Regions from separate parts of the Danio rerio genome. Here all the other regions are linked to region 1. The links are chromatin contacts, called in public Hi-C and HiChIP or PLAC-seq maps. All regions are on one chromosome and are shown on one strand. The core of a region is the stretch at or near the end of the contact, and the rest is flanking DNA. Distances in the headings are between cores, read along the strand shown.

What was found. Hi-C and Micro-C count contacts between places; a contact is called where the count stands out from the background. HiChIP or PLAC-seq counts read pairs in DNA pulled down with a chosen protein or histone mark.
Region 2: a Hi-C map of embryo shows a contact between it and region 1, with 2.2 times the contacts expected there. The contact joins the enhancer-like site here to the promoter of puf60b in region 1. A contact is called at or near these places in 5 of 18 Hi-C or Micro-C datasets (caudal fin, embryo and an unstated tissue).
Region 3: a contact with region 1 is called in an H3K4me3 HiChIP or PLAC-seq map of gastrula embryo, with 2.1 times the contacts expected there. The contact joins the promoter of dph2 here to the promoter of puf60b in region 1. A contact is called at or near these places in 1 of 18 Hi-C or Micro-C datasets (caudal fin) and 1 of 4 datasets of contacts at active chromatin or transcription factors (gastrula embryo).

Annotation. Positions count from the first base shown.
Region 1 is chr7:41,492,668-41,496,801 of GRCz12tu, forward strand. It overlaps puf60b (poly-U binding splicing factor b), which reads left to right and starts at 2,010. Exons shown (of 12, transcript NM_001430966.1): 1 at 2,010-2,097; 2 at 3,130-3,209; 3 at 3,374-3,469. The coding sequence starts at 3,389.
Region 2 is chr7:41,271,862-41,275,995 of GRCz12tu, forward strand. It overlaps rbm33a (RNA binding motif protein 33a), which reads right to left. Exons shown (of 19, transcript XM_073908863.1): 15 at 3,261-3,860. Among named protein-coding and RNA genes, the nearest start is that of rbm33a, 34 kb to the right of the region's middle. Within about 2 kb of position 2,035, at least 5 of the 62 cell types and tissues checked have an H3K27ac peak or open chromatin away from gene starts, as enhancers often do.
Region 3 is chr7:41,668,763-41,672,896 of GRCz12tu, forward strand. dph2 (diphthamide biosynthesis 2) reads left to right here and starts at 2,253. Exons shown (of 7, transcript NM_001089397.1): 1 at 2,253-2,287; 2 at 2,644-2,799; 3 at 2,888-3,000. The coding sequence starts at 2,653.

The DNA of each region.
Region 1 (4,134 bases), core at 760-3,259:
GGTCATCCGCTGCGTAAAACATGTGCTGGATAAATTGGCGGTTCATTCTGCTGTGTCGACCCCAGATTAATAAAGGGACTAAGCTGAAAGAAAATGAATGAATGAATGAATATTTTATGAAATCTGCTACATTTGTAATTACTGTTTTATACATGCAATAAGATATGTGAAGGCCTGATTTACAGTGAATGTATAACAGCTAATGAGTTTTTAAATATGACCTTAACTAATTGGGCTTCTTTCCTTACATCTAACAGGAGACATAGGTCATACAAAGGTATTGCAGATGAGCTTAAAAATATGTAATATCAAATTGAGGTCTCCATGATGTGTGTGGTGTCAGGGCAAAACATAAATGAGGTTTTCTGAAGCAAAACAATCTGTAAAAGAATTAGAAATTAAAAATTATTTGTTACATACCAACTTGGTGACGCGGTGGCGCAGTAGGTAGTGCTCTGGTTTCCCCCACAGTCCAAAGACATGTGGTATAGGTGAATTGGGTAAGCTAAATTGTCCATAGTGTATGAGTGTGAATGAGAGTGTTTGGGTGTTTCCCAGAGATGGGTTTCAGCTGGAAGGGCATCTGCTGCGTAAATCATGTGCTGGATAAGTTTGCGGTTCATTCCGCTGTGGTGACCCCGCATTAATAAAGGGACTAAGCCGTAAAGAAAATGAATGAATGAACATTACTGACTTTAATTCACAGCTTTCGTAAACAATCTTCAGTGTTCACAACAGTCTGGATAGTGAATTTTGTTGTAGCACAATTTTTTTATGCACAGGCACAAACTCACACGTGAGTGAAGACAGATATGTTATATTAATTCATTTATTTTCTTTCGGCTTCGTCCCTTTACTATTCAGTGATCACCACACCGGAATGAACCGACAACTTATCCAGCATATGTTTTACACAGCGGATGACCTTCCAGCTGCAACCCTTTCTGGAAAACAACCAAACACTCTTGCTTTCACACACGTACACTACGGACAATTTAGTTTATTCAATTCACCTATACTGCATGTCTTTGTACTGTGGGGGAAACCGGAGCACCCGGAGGAAACCCACACCAACACTGGGAGAACATGCAAACACCACACAGAAATTCCAACTGACCCAGCCAGGGCTCGAACCAGCATCTTCCTTCTGTGAGGTGATCATGCTACTCACTGCGCCACTGTGATGCCCCTGGTTGTGTTATATTGTTCATCAAAATGATGCTCTTGTGCTTATCCTATATACTGCAACCTAAATAAAACGTTGAATACCAACAGCATCAGCTCATGTGTGAATTTGCACCCGCATTAATATGCAGCTTAACACTCATGTTCCATAGTCATGAACAGACTCAGTAGTCTGTAGATTAAGCGTAAGTGCAATATTAAGTGTAATATTACCATAAATAGTGTTTCATGAACAAACCAATTCTACTGTCAGGAATCACAGTTATTGATTTTGATTTGCATGTTTTTCACAACCATAGTGTTGGTAGCCATTGATTTTCTTTACAGGATCACAATGTTTTAAATCTTGTCACCTACATCTTGTATTGCCTGGGGTGAGTAAATAAATTGCAGGTTTCCATTTTGATAGTTATCACTTGGATATTGCCTCATTGCCCTTTCGTTTTCAATTTGTGCTTACCCAGGTGGAGGCAGCATACTTAAAGCAAAAAGCAATTGCCTTTGCACCACAGAAGAAGATGATTCTTTGAAATCTTTTATGATTTTTACAAAACAGGAAAGGCAGCTGAAGTCAACTGTGCATTTTTGATTGTGATCGTCTGCAGGGGGCGTGTCATGGTCCAACTAAAGTTGTCTTGGTGGTACGAATGTCACATTTCACCCATAAACAAATAAATACGAAAACACTTCAAGGTAATACGGTAATACTCAAACATTTCAACTGAGACAAGTTTAACGACACATTACAAAAAGTAATGTGTTCTAGCACGTTGGCTCGCCGCTGTTTGAGACCACGTGACCAGCGTCAGTCAGAGGAGGCCGCGCGCAGCTCCAGTCTCTGCTGTGTTTCTGTGCTGTTGCAGAGTTTTCAATGTGGATCACTACATGGCGGTAATAACGCGGAACACTGCGGTAATAATTATTACCTCTTGCATTTACTCTTATACACCAATATTTCCAGCATCTTCGTTGTTCTAGTTAGCACAGGTGGAATTGTTCTCGAAAAGCTTGTTCTCGTTTCAGTGTTTGTTCAGTCGTGTGTACACGAGGCCTGCATGAAAGCTCGTTAGCTTCTTGCCGTTGCTAACCAGACTAGCCGCATATTCATTGCTGCCTGTTTTTGAATCATGATGATTTACCATGTATTACGAATTGGATACGGATTAATTTAAGAGGCAGATAGCTAGTAAGCTTGTGAATCCTGCACCGCTTTGTTAAATCTCGGTGTTTAACAGCTGTATGTAAGCTAGCTCCTCTGCTGCTGGGGTGTACTAGCACAAGCGCGCCACCACCGTGTCTTTAACCTCTCTTTGTTGATATAGAGCCGGTGAACGTGTCGAAGCTCTCAGATCACCGTTATTACGATTATGTGTATACAATATAATTGTACTAATTTACAATTGAAACTATTAGCAAACATAAATGGCGGTTTCTGTCAGTGGTCCAGTTATTCCGGGTTGCTTATGAGGTTTTTAACGGGGCACTGTTTTAGTGTTATACCTCTAACGTTACCCCATGAATCCGATGTATGATTTACTCCGACTGTACCAGGTTTCCTCTGGCAAGAAAACAGAAGCAGGTTAAACGAGTGTGTTGCATTTAAGCACCATGTTTCTTGTCAGGATAAATAACGTATTTTAATGATTAGCAATTAATTTAGGGGATAGTTCCTCCCAAAAATAGAAATCTGTTTAATTATTATTACTACTATTATTATTTTTAATTTACTACAGACAGTGACTTTATTGCAGTTGATCTACTTTTTGCAGTTGATCTACTTTATTCATGCAAATAGTTCCTGTCATTGTTGCCTTAGTTTTGTGTGTGTGTGTGTGTGAGCGAGCTCTGTGGGTAAAAGTGTGTCAGTGATTCCTTTAATATCTTCTCATTGAACTTGTACAAGGATTTAAATCTAAATGTTGTATACTTTTCCATGAACCACAGATCACTGTAAAATTGTGAGTGCTTTGCAGACAAGTCACTGGCTTCACGACCCTGGTTGGCATATAAGGTTCGCCTCATAGGTAAACTGCGTTTATTTTACCTTCTCTTTCCCTTCTCTCTTTCTGTGACTCTTAAGTTGGAAGTTTACATGTGCAGATAGTGAGTAAACTGATAATCGGGTTTGGAATTTCACCTCATTATGCGCTTCCTTTTTCGTTCCATGTCCATTGTATCACTTTCCCAGTGAGGCAAAGGTCTGATGATGGAGAATGGACAAGGCACAGGGTCAAAGCTTGGATTACCGCCTCTTACTCCTGAGCAACAGGAGGCGCTACAGAAGGTAAATAGTAGATCTTTGTTTTACTTTAATTCTGGGCTTCTTTTTTTTTTTTTTTTGTTGCATGATTTTCAGTTTCAGATTACACTACTTTCTGGGTTTGCCCTTGTGTGAACACTATACAATGGAACAGTGACTCAGACTCACATATTGCACACCTTTTTAAAATGAAATAATGGGGTATGTGCACACACACTTTTATTTTCAGTCAGCCAGCCCCAGGGCTTTCGATGAATTGTCATCCCATAAAAAAAACCCATACAAAATCGCTGCGTGATTTCTTTAAAAAAAAAAAAAAAAAACGCAGTCATCACTGCCAGGCTGAGATACGATATAAAGTGAGTATCAGACCAAACAAGAAGTACTGCATTAAATTAGATTTTCCAATCCATGTCTTTAAAATATGGAAATGAATTTTACCACAGTTTTTTTAATGTGTGTTTTTTTTTTGCGCTAGCCTGCATTTAAAACTGTATTTTGTCTCTTTTCACGCTTTATCAGCTACATGGATGCCTAAGTCTATTTAACTAATTCAACTTTAATTACATTACATCATCGATGCTGTAAAAGGAACCTTGTGAAATTGAAAATAGTCACATTAAGCTCTCACCGGAAGTTCATCATTGGCTGAAAAACACTAGATGTGCCTATAGCCCATTGTCTGACAA
Region 2 (4,134 bases), core at 785-3,284, 220 kb before region 1:
CATTTATTAAAAGTGCAGTAGGAGATTGTCTATAGGCATGGGCCGGTATAAGATTCTGTAGGCATGATAACCTTGAATAAAAATATCACAGTTTCACGGTATCACAGTATTGTTGTTACTGCTCTAAAATACATTCTTTTTAAATGTCGTTAAAAACGTTTTTCCAAATTGAAAATAATATATTTAATTTTTTGAAAGATTTTTAATACTTTGGAACAGTAAACATGTCAGGCTAAATAATTCAAATGAATAATTGGCTTCTTTTGTCTTTATTTGTTTCAAAAGCAATGATTTCATTACAATTTAAACCGGCATCTTTGATATTTTTATGCTGAAGATACTGTTGTCCTAAAAAACTAAAAGAAAAATCTTACACATACCTTAGGAACGTTATTACAGAAAATAGTGGTTTTAAAACCTTGACTTTTCCAAACTGCGGTAAACCTGTCGTAAAATTGTCTTCAGAAACATTTTTTGTTGTGTTGGTAGAAATTCTCTTCACATTCCAATAGTACAGATTAAAGTAAATTGTCTTAATGTATTCATACGTATTTTTCTATTCTGGGTAAAGCATTAAACAAAAAAATGTTAATCCAATAAAAAGTGTCAGGGCAATAATTGCCATAATTCTGATAGGTAGCCCAAACTGTCTGTCAACAAATGTAGATTTGTACATCTGCACAGCCCTTCAGGCAAACAGATCTGTCGTTTACACGTGCACATGCAAGAGTGACAGTGGTGAAAACAAATGCTTAACTAAAACTTACTAAAATCTTAAATCAATATTGGAGTTAGTTTTGTACACTGGATGAAGAATGACACTATGGCTGAAGTATTTCTGCTAGACAGGTAATGTTCTATTATAAAACTATTGTAGTTATGTAAAGCTGATGTAGATTGCATTGTGCTATAAATGGGTTATATGCACAGACGTGTTGTTCAGCCACTGAAATTTTCAGGCAAAAGATTGATGTGACTATTTTCAGTTTCATAAGGGACCTTTTACAGCATCGATAATGTAGATTTTTTTTAGTTTAACAATAAAACATAAGTCAATAATGCCATTCCACCTAGCCAGCTTTACAGAGGTGAAGTTGAAGTTGGTGAAGTTGGTTTTATATTCACATTGATTCATTTTTGAACTATGACAACCTGTGACATGCTCCCTATATTGTTCAACATAGTAATTTGAATATTCAGTCTGAAATAGCATGTAAGTATGGATTAGTAATAAGTGTAATTCCTGCATGCCACCAGCCAACCACTAAGTATAGTCGCTTTAGGACAGTGTGTGAGAGAGTGAGACTAGCGATCCTTGCATACATGAAATATTGCACATACAACTGAAAACATGCTAGATATAATACAGTTTTTCATTCAGAATTGAAATATTATAAAGTACTATATAGATTTCTAACTAGCGAATGTCATGAACTAGTGGGTTTGTTTTCTATCGTCTTTATGGTGCGTGTTCATGATTTCAGGAGGACTGCAGGGGAGGGACTGTGTTTTCAAAGCTATTATGCTAACGGTTAGCTTTTTGGCAAATAACCTAATGCACCGTTAACATTGACTGAACTGCTATAGCTAGTGCTCAAAATCATATTCAAATATCAAAATTTCTTAATGATTTCTTGAATGCCTTGTATGTTATTTTGGTTGTACTCTTTTAACCGTATCATTGTTAAAATATAAAAAGAAAAACATGAAGAACATTCAACTTATACCGTCTACCACAGAGAGAATCAAACATCAGCATATAGTCCTCATCCGACAGCAAACCTGAATATATTCAACACAATCCCTATAAACATTCCTTCAGTCTACAACAAAGACATAATTGCCAAAGCAGCTAAGCTCATCCTTTTCCCCTCATCTGTCTTTTTCTAAACCGTGTGCATTATCTCTATTCTGTCTGTCTCCATCTGAGGGGGTTAATGGATTAATCCAACTCAATACAAAATCCACACCTTCAGATTACATCTATCAGATGCTCCGCAGCAATACACCGGGGCGGGGTGACGACATTTGACAAGTCCCTCCCCCTCCCCCACCCAGCCCGTCACCTCCATCCCCCATGCTGCTTTTGTACGGTGCAGGCTTTTGTATTCTTGCTGATGAAAATTTAATTTGCTCTTATCAGTGCGGCTAAGCTGGAAGAAATACAAATCCGCCCAAACCGGCATCTCTCTTTCTCCCGGACTCTCGCAGGTATTATTACACCCATATCAACATAGACGAGAAAGATTAATTGCAGATGTCCCCCGACTGACACCTATTCTAACACACTTCAATGATGAGCTGATGGATGGATAAAGCGAGAGGCGAGACGAGATAGATGAAGAGAGTAACATGGAGCGAGCACAAGTTAGAAGGGAGAACAAGAAAGAGAGATAACATTGTCAGGCGGCTGAGGTTGACAGCAGGAGAAGAGAAGCACCTAGAGGATCAGCTTCTTTCGGTCTGACAGACCCTCCCCCTTCTTCCTCTTTGTCAGTCAGAGCCACGGCACTTCAGATAGCTGCGTGTAGCTTTCTATTAACTAAGTTGACACACAGTTATCTTCATTCACAGAGATCTGGCAGTCAAAGGAGATATTTAGCTTCGCTTCAGGCAGAAGACTGGAAAAGGATGTTTTCTCCTCATTCAACGAACAAATCATCTCTTAGAGGCCATAAATCATCCTTGGGTCCTCCTTTCCTTGGTTGAGATGCATAAAATGCCCTGTCAGAACAACCTCAAACTCTAGACTTAAATGTAAAATGATTGATGAAACCGATAGAAACCTCCATTTGGTCTTGCTTAACTTGACTCGTAAAATTGCTGCTCGACTTGAAGAAGATACAAACCTTTACAATGTCTGGATCTGCTATCACTCAGAGTAAAGACGCAAATGCCAAGCATCTCACTTTAATGACAGCAGGATGGTGCCATTTCTGGCCACAAAAGGTAAAAGTGTTCTGTCAATTAAATCCCAGTATGAAGACTACCATCGCTATCGATTCTTTCAAAAAGAGAAATTTGCTACATACCTTAAACAGTTTTGAGCTCTAAAAACTTTACTGGTCGAAAAAGTAGACGTCATGACTTTTACAGTAATTGGAAATCCTCTTGTCTTTGAGGTAGACTCTTTTATTAATTCTATCAAGGTGACAACTACTTCAAGAAAACCGGCAAAGACAAAAAGAGTCAAAATATTCTGTGGCACATGAACTTTAAAGATCACATCTAGAGTTTAAATAGGTTACAAATTCACTCACCTCTCCCTGAAGCTTAACTACACGCACTTTCTGTGGAACTTGTGGTGATTCAACACTGTTGGTTCTTTGCATCACTGTTCTTTTTCCACCGGGCTGAGGCTGACCCAGGCCATGCCCTTCTACTGGCTTGGTTTGAGCACCAACACCCTGTGCAGCCGGTCGTTGAGTGTTTTGTGGGGCGATGGTCCTCTTCTGCAATGGTTGATATTGGCCCTGCAGGTTGGCATTAGGACCAGTACTCTGTGGCTTCTGTGGCCCAGACCACCCTGAAGCAGGTGCCTGAGGTTTAGTGTTCAACAGACGTGTCTTAACATTGGGACGAGGGGAATTGACGATGGGCGAAGGGTTCTGTGGGGTTCCGTTAGAGATCAGGGAAGGGACCGGCTGAGGGGGTTGAGCTGTAGGGGGCTGTGTGGTGTTCTGTGTTGGTTGAGTCTGGTTTGGAAGTTGGCCGCCAATTCGTTCCAACAGTTCCTTTTTGCGCTCACCAGCTTGCTGCTGCCTGCGCAGCTCTTTGCGTCGAAGGACCTCTTCTCGCAAACGTTTCTGTTCTTCGATCTTTAGTCTGTATTGCCGTGTCTCCTCATCTTCATCTGGGTTCTAAACAAGGACGAATTTAAATTCTGGATGAATAAAAAAAGACTTCTTTTGGCTTTATGCAAAAACATTTCAGTCTAGTGAGCATATGCACGAGACCAAGGTTGCTTGTGGTTACTTACACATTCTAGACAAAGTCTAGCTGCAATTGCATTATCTACATATCCAGTTTAAGTCAGAATTATTAGCCCCTTTTTGATTTTTTTTTTTCTTTTTAAATTTTCCCAGATGATGTTTAACTGAGCAATGAAATTTTCACAGTATGACTGATAATATT
Region 3 (4,134 bases), core at 1,003-3,502, 180 kb after region 1:
CGACCACTGACAATGTCCTCTAATAAGGCCAACACTGCTGTTGCCATAGACTAAGGGTTGTATACATTTGCAAATGCTTTTATATGTTTTAAATTGCGTAATTGGTAAAAAAAAAACAAAAAGTATTGTGTCAATTATCCTCTTTTATCAATTATAAATTTATAGCAATGTTTTTCAAGTGTTGGTGCGATACTTTGTAGTGTAAAATTTAAATCGTTAGTAAATCCAAACTTGAGCATGAAACCTGGTGTACGCAGCATTGATACATGAGGCCCCAGATATCCATCGCTGCATTGAAGGGGGGAATTACATGCTGCGATGCAGTCCGTACCCGCTTCTGTCCTTAGGTGTTGGGAATGAGGTCTTGGACCTGCAATCTGACATGGTGGGCATGCCATCCCGGTTGCTTCGGTGGTGGGACTGGAGATGGCTTGTCCCCCAGTTTCACGCTGGACAGACTAGACAGGAAGTCCGTAGGAGTCAAGAAGAGGATCAAAGCCTCCAAGCAATGGCCTCATTGGTGGTCAGGTAACACCACCTCTGGTTAAACCTGGCTGATACTGCTTGTGCAACGTTAACAAATCTTGCTTTCTTAACATGGCCATATCCCAGGCAGGCCTATTTACAGACACAGTTTTTTATAGGCCTATTAGTGTCCTACCTATGATATCAACGTTTTTTGAAAAACTGGTGGTTAAACAAATTGTTTACCATTTAAATAATAGTTATTTTAAATTAAATCCAAGTCAATTCAGTTTTAGGGTAAATTATTCAACAGAAACTGCTACTTGTTATTTTATTGATACGGTAAAGGCATTCATGAATAAAGGTGGAGTGGTAGGAGCAGTGTTTCTTGACTTACAGAAAGCATTTGACACCATAAATCTGTTGCGTAAATTATTACATTTTAATTTGTCCGCAAAGGTGTTATGGAAAGAAGTATAGTATGCTATTGTATGGAAACAGCACCAGCAGCAATCGCAAAGGCCTACATAGGATTGTGCGAACTGCTGGACGCGTAGTAGGAGGTGAGCTTCCCTCCCTCCAGGACATCTACACCAGGCGGTGCATGAGGAAAGCCAAGAGAATCATCAGCGACTCCAACCATCCAAGCCATAGACTTTTCTCTCTGTAACCCTCAGGCAGACAGTTCCGCAGCGTCCGGTCACGCACCAGCCGACTGAAGGAAAGTTTCTTCCCTCAGACTGTCAGGCTGATGAACACTTAACACACCCCACACAAACTATTCCATACCCCTCACTGCATACCATCAATATGTAGCATGCACTGCAATTTAACCAATCCAAACTTAAACAATACTGCCTACAGCTATGGGTACATCTATTCATTGTACATATTGCTGTCAACAAACATGTTTTACATTGGGGGGGGGTATTTTTCACTGTCTGTATTTTGCACTGGCGACAAAGTAGCGCAGTAGGTAGTGCTGTCGCCTCACAGCGAGAAGGTTGCTGGTTCGAGCCTTTGCTGGGTCCGTTGGCGTTTCTGTGTGGAGTTTGCATGTTCTCCCTGCGTTTGCATGGGTTTCCTCTGGGTGCTCTGGTTTCCCCCACAGTCCAAAGACATGCGGTACAGGTGAATTGGGTAGGCTAAATTGTCCGTAGTGTATGAGTGTGTGTATGTGTGTGTGGTTGTTTCCCAGAGATGGGTTGCAGCCGTAAGGGCATCAGCTGCATAAAAACTTGCTGGATAAATGGACGGTTCATTCCGCTGTGGCGACCCCAGATTAATAAACGGACCAAACCGACAAGAAAGTAAATGAATGAATGACTTTAACTGAGCACATTTTCTTGAGACACATGCCCTAATAAGTGGGGTCTATCGATCCCTGTGCTGAATTTTAAGTACTTTGAAAATCCATTGACAATCTGTTGTGTGTAAGTGCCTTGAGCTGTTCTGGCATTCAGTTAACACTTACAGTACAAGCATTTGCAATATATGTGAACGTAACACACAAGATTGTAGACAGAGTTGGATAAAAAGTTTCTTCATGTTGAAAACAAGAGAAAACTTAAACTTTATATTGTGGTTTTTGAGTCGACAAAACTCACAGTCAAAATGATGTTTTGCAGATTAATAAAAAATATTTTAGTACCTTTTGGATGTGTCTGTGTCGTTGTTATGAAGTCCAGACAGTGAGTATCTCTCCAGAACACTAGACGGCGGTGTGAGGACCTGAAATCCGAGGCACTGAACGTCGAAGAAGAGCGTGTCCTGTTCCGGAACCTCACGTGGGAGTTGACATGTAATTTGCAGCTCTGTTTTGGTATGTTATATTTTGTTGTAACTTTTAAGAACAAGTTAAAAATTTCAACAATTAATAGCAGAGATTCTAGTTATTAAATTAATTATCCTTCTGTCAACAAACGTTGGTTTTAGAGTCGATTTGAACTGTTCCAGTGTAAACTCTCAGCTGATCTTACTCTTAAGAGTCCGCCTGCTGCCTGGTTTACACACATATACAACAGTCAACCTGTATATTTTAATCAGTGTGATTCCGTAGTGTGAATGTCTGCGTCAGTACGTTATCAAACAATGTTTGTAATGACACATTCGAGCTACTTTTCTACTTCAACAACAGTTGAATATTAGATGATGTGCATAAATGATGTTTGCTTCAAGTGAGAGAAGATGACGGACGCGTTCAGCAGCAGCAGTGAGGCGGTTCTCCAGCGCTCGGTCACTTCAACACACAGTTTCCACCCTTCTGGAGACCTTCTGCTGCTCTACCAGACACCCGAGACCTGTCGTTTCATCACTAGCAATCACTTCAAGAAGGTAAGATGACATTGGAAGTCATCATCTGTCATGTTTACTCAAAGCAGTCAATGGGGTATCAATACAGTATGTCCTGTTTTTATCACAGGTGGCCTTACAGTTTCCAGATGAACTGCTGCCTGATGCCGTCCGGGTATCTGCTGAAATAGAGGATAAAACCAAAGCCAAGACTTACATTTTAGGGGATACATCCTATGGCAGGTGAGAACACTGTTGTTTCATTTAAATTAAAATATTGTACTATGTATTAACATAAATGCATCATATATACGCTTGATGAATAATCCGAGATGTTTGGACTAAGATGCTGAATAAGTAAGTTTTCCATTGTTTTGACATGTTCCAGAAAAAAATTTGATTTCAATAAAAAAAAAATCAGTAATCAATCATTTTGATTTCTTGTCCAGTGCTTCCTACAGGTTTGAAATATATTTTCGGTGTTGGCCAGATTAAAACACACCTTTTTACCCACAGCACATAAATAAAGAACTATATGTGACAAACAAAACATCATTTTATTTTTAAACATAAACATTTTTAACTTTCTTTTCAATGGGTTAAAGTAAAAAAAAAAAAAGTCTGTTGAAATAAATGTAAAAAACTCCACTCTTTCTCTTTTGTACTATTCAGGAGCCATGTGCACCCACTGACAGGTCAAATCTGCTTCCCTCTGTCTCTCATTAAAGTTCAGATTGTTTAATTGACATCACATTTTGTACAGTATTGCCAAAGCATTTTAGGAATGCTTTAGGAATAAAAACATCTCTAAAAATGATAATACTTACAATAATAAAACGTGTAGATTATTTAAATAAGACAAATGAGTTGATTAGCCATTTCTAATGGTGTACAAATATTTTGCAGCCAATTTAGATTAATTTGGTCCTCTTCGAGTATTTAGTCAAGTTTTTCGGAGTCATTTAGATTAAAGAATTAATTATTTAATGTCTCTCTCATAGCTCTGCGTATAAAATTAACGACAGCTTAGAAAACAAAAGCAAAACCAAATTCTGGACATTTTAGTAGATTTAGAAACCTCTGCCGGGCGGAAAAAGGTGGGGGAGTGGGAGTGTTGACAGGTCTCGCGCACACAAAATAATGATAAGGGTTAAATAGATTTCCCACTACTTAATCGCTTGCGAACGTTTGTTTATATTGGGCCGATACAAAAAGTGTAAAAGGATGAGATAATAATTGTAAAATAAAAATCTTTTTCTAATCATGACAATATGCGTTTTCCATTTATCAATTTATATTGTACCATTATGATATAAGAAAATTGTTATAAAAAATTATGTGTGTCTATACAAGCAGAATTCTGACATCTAGACCTGC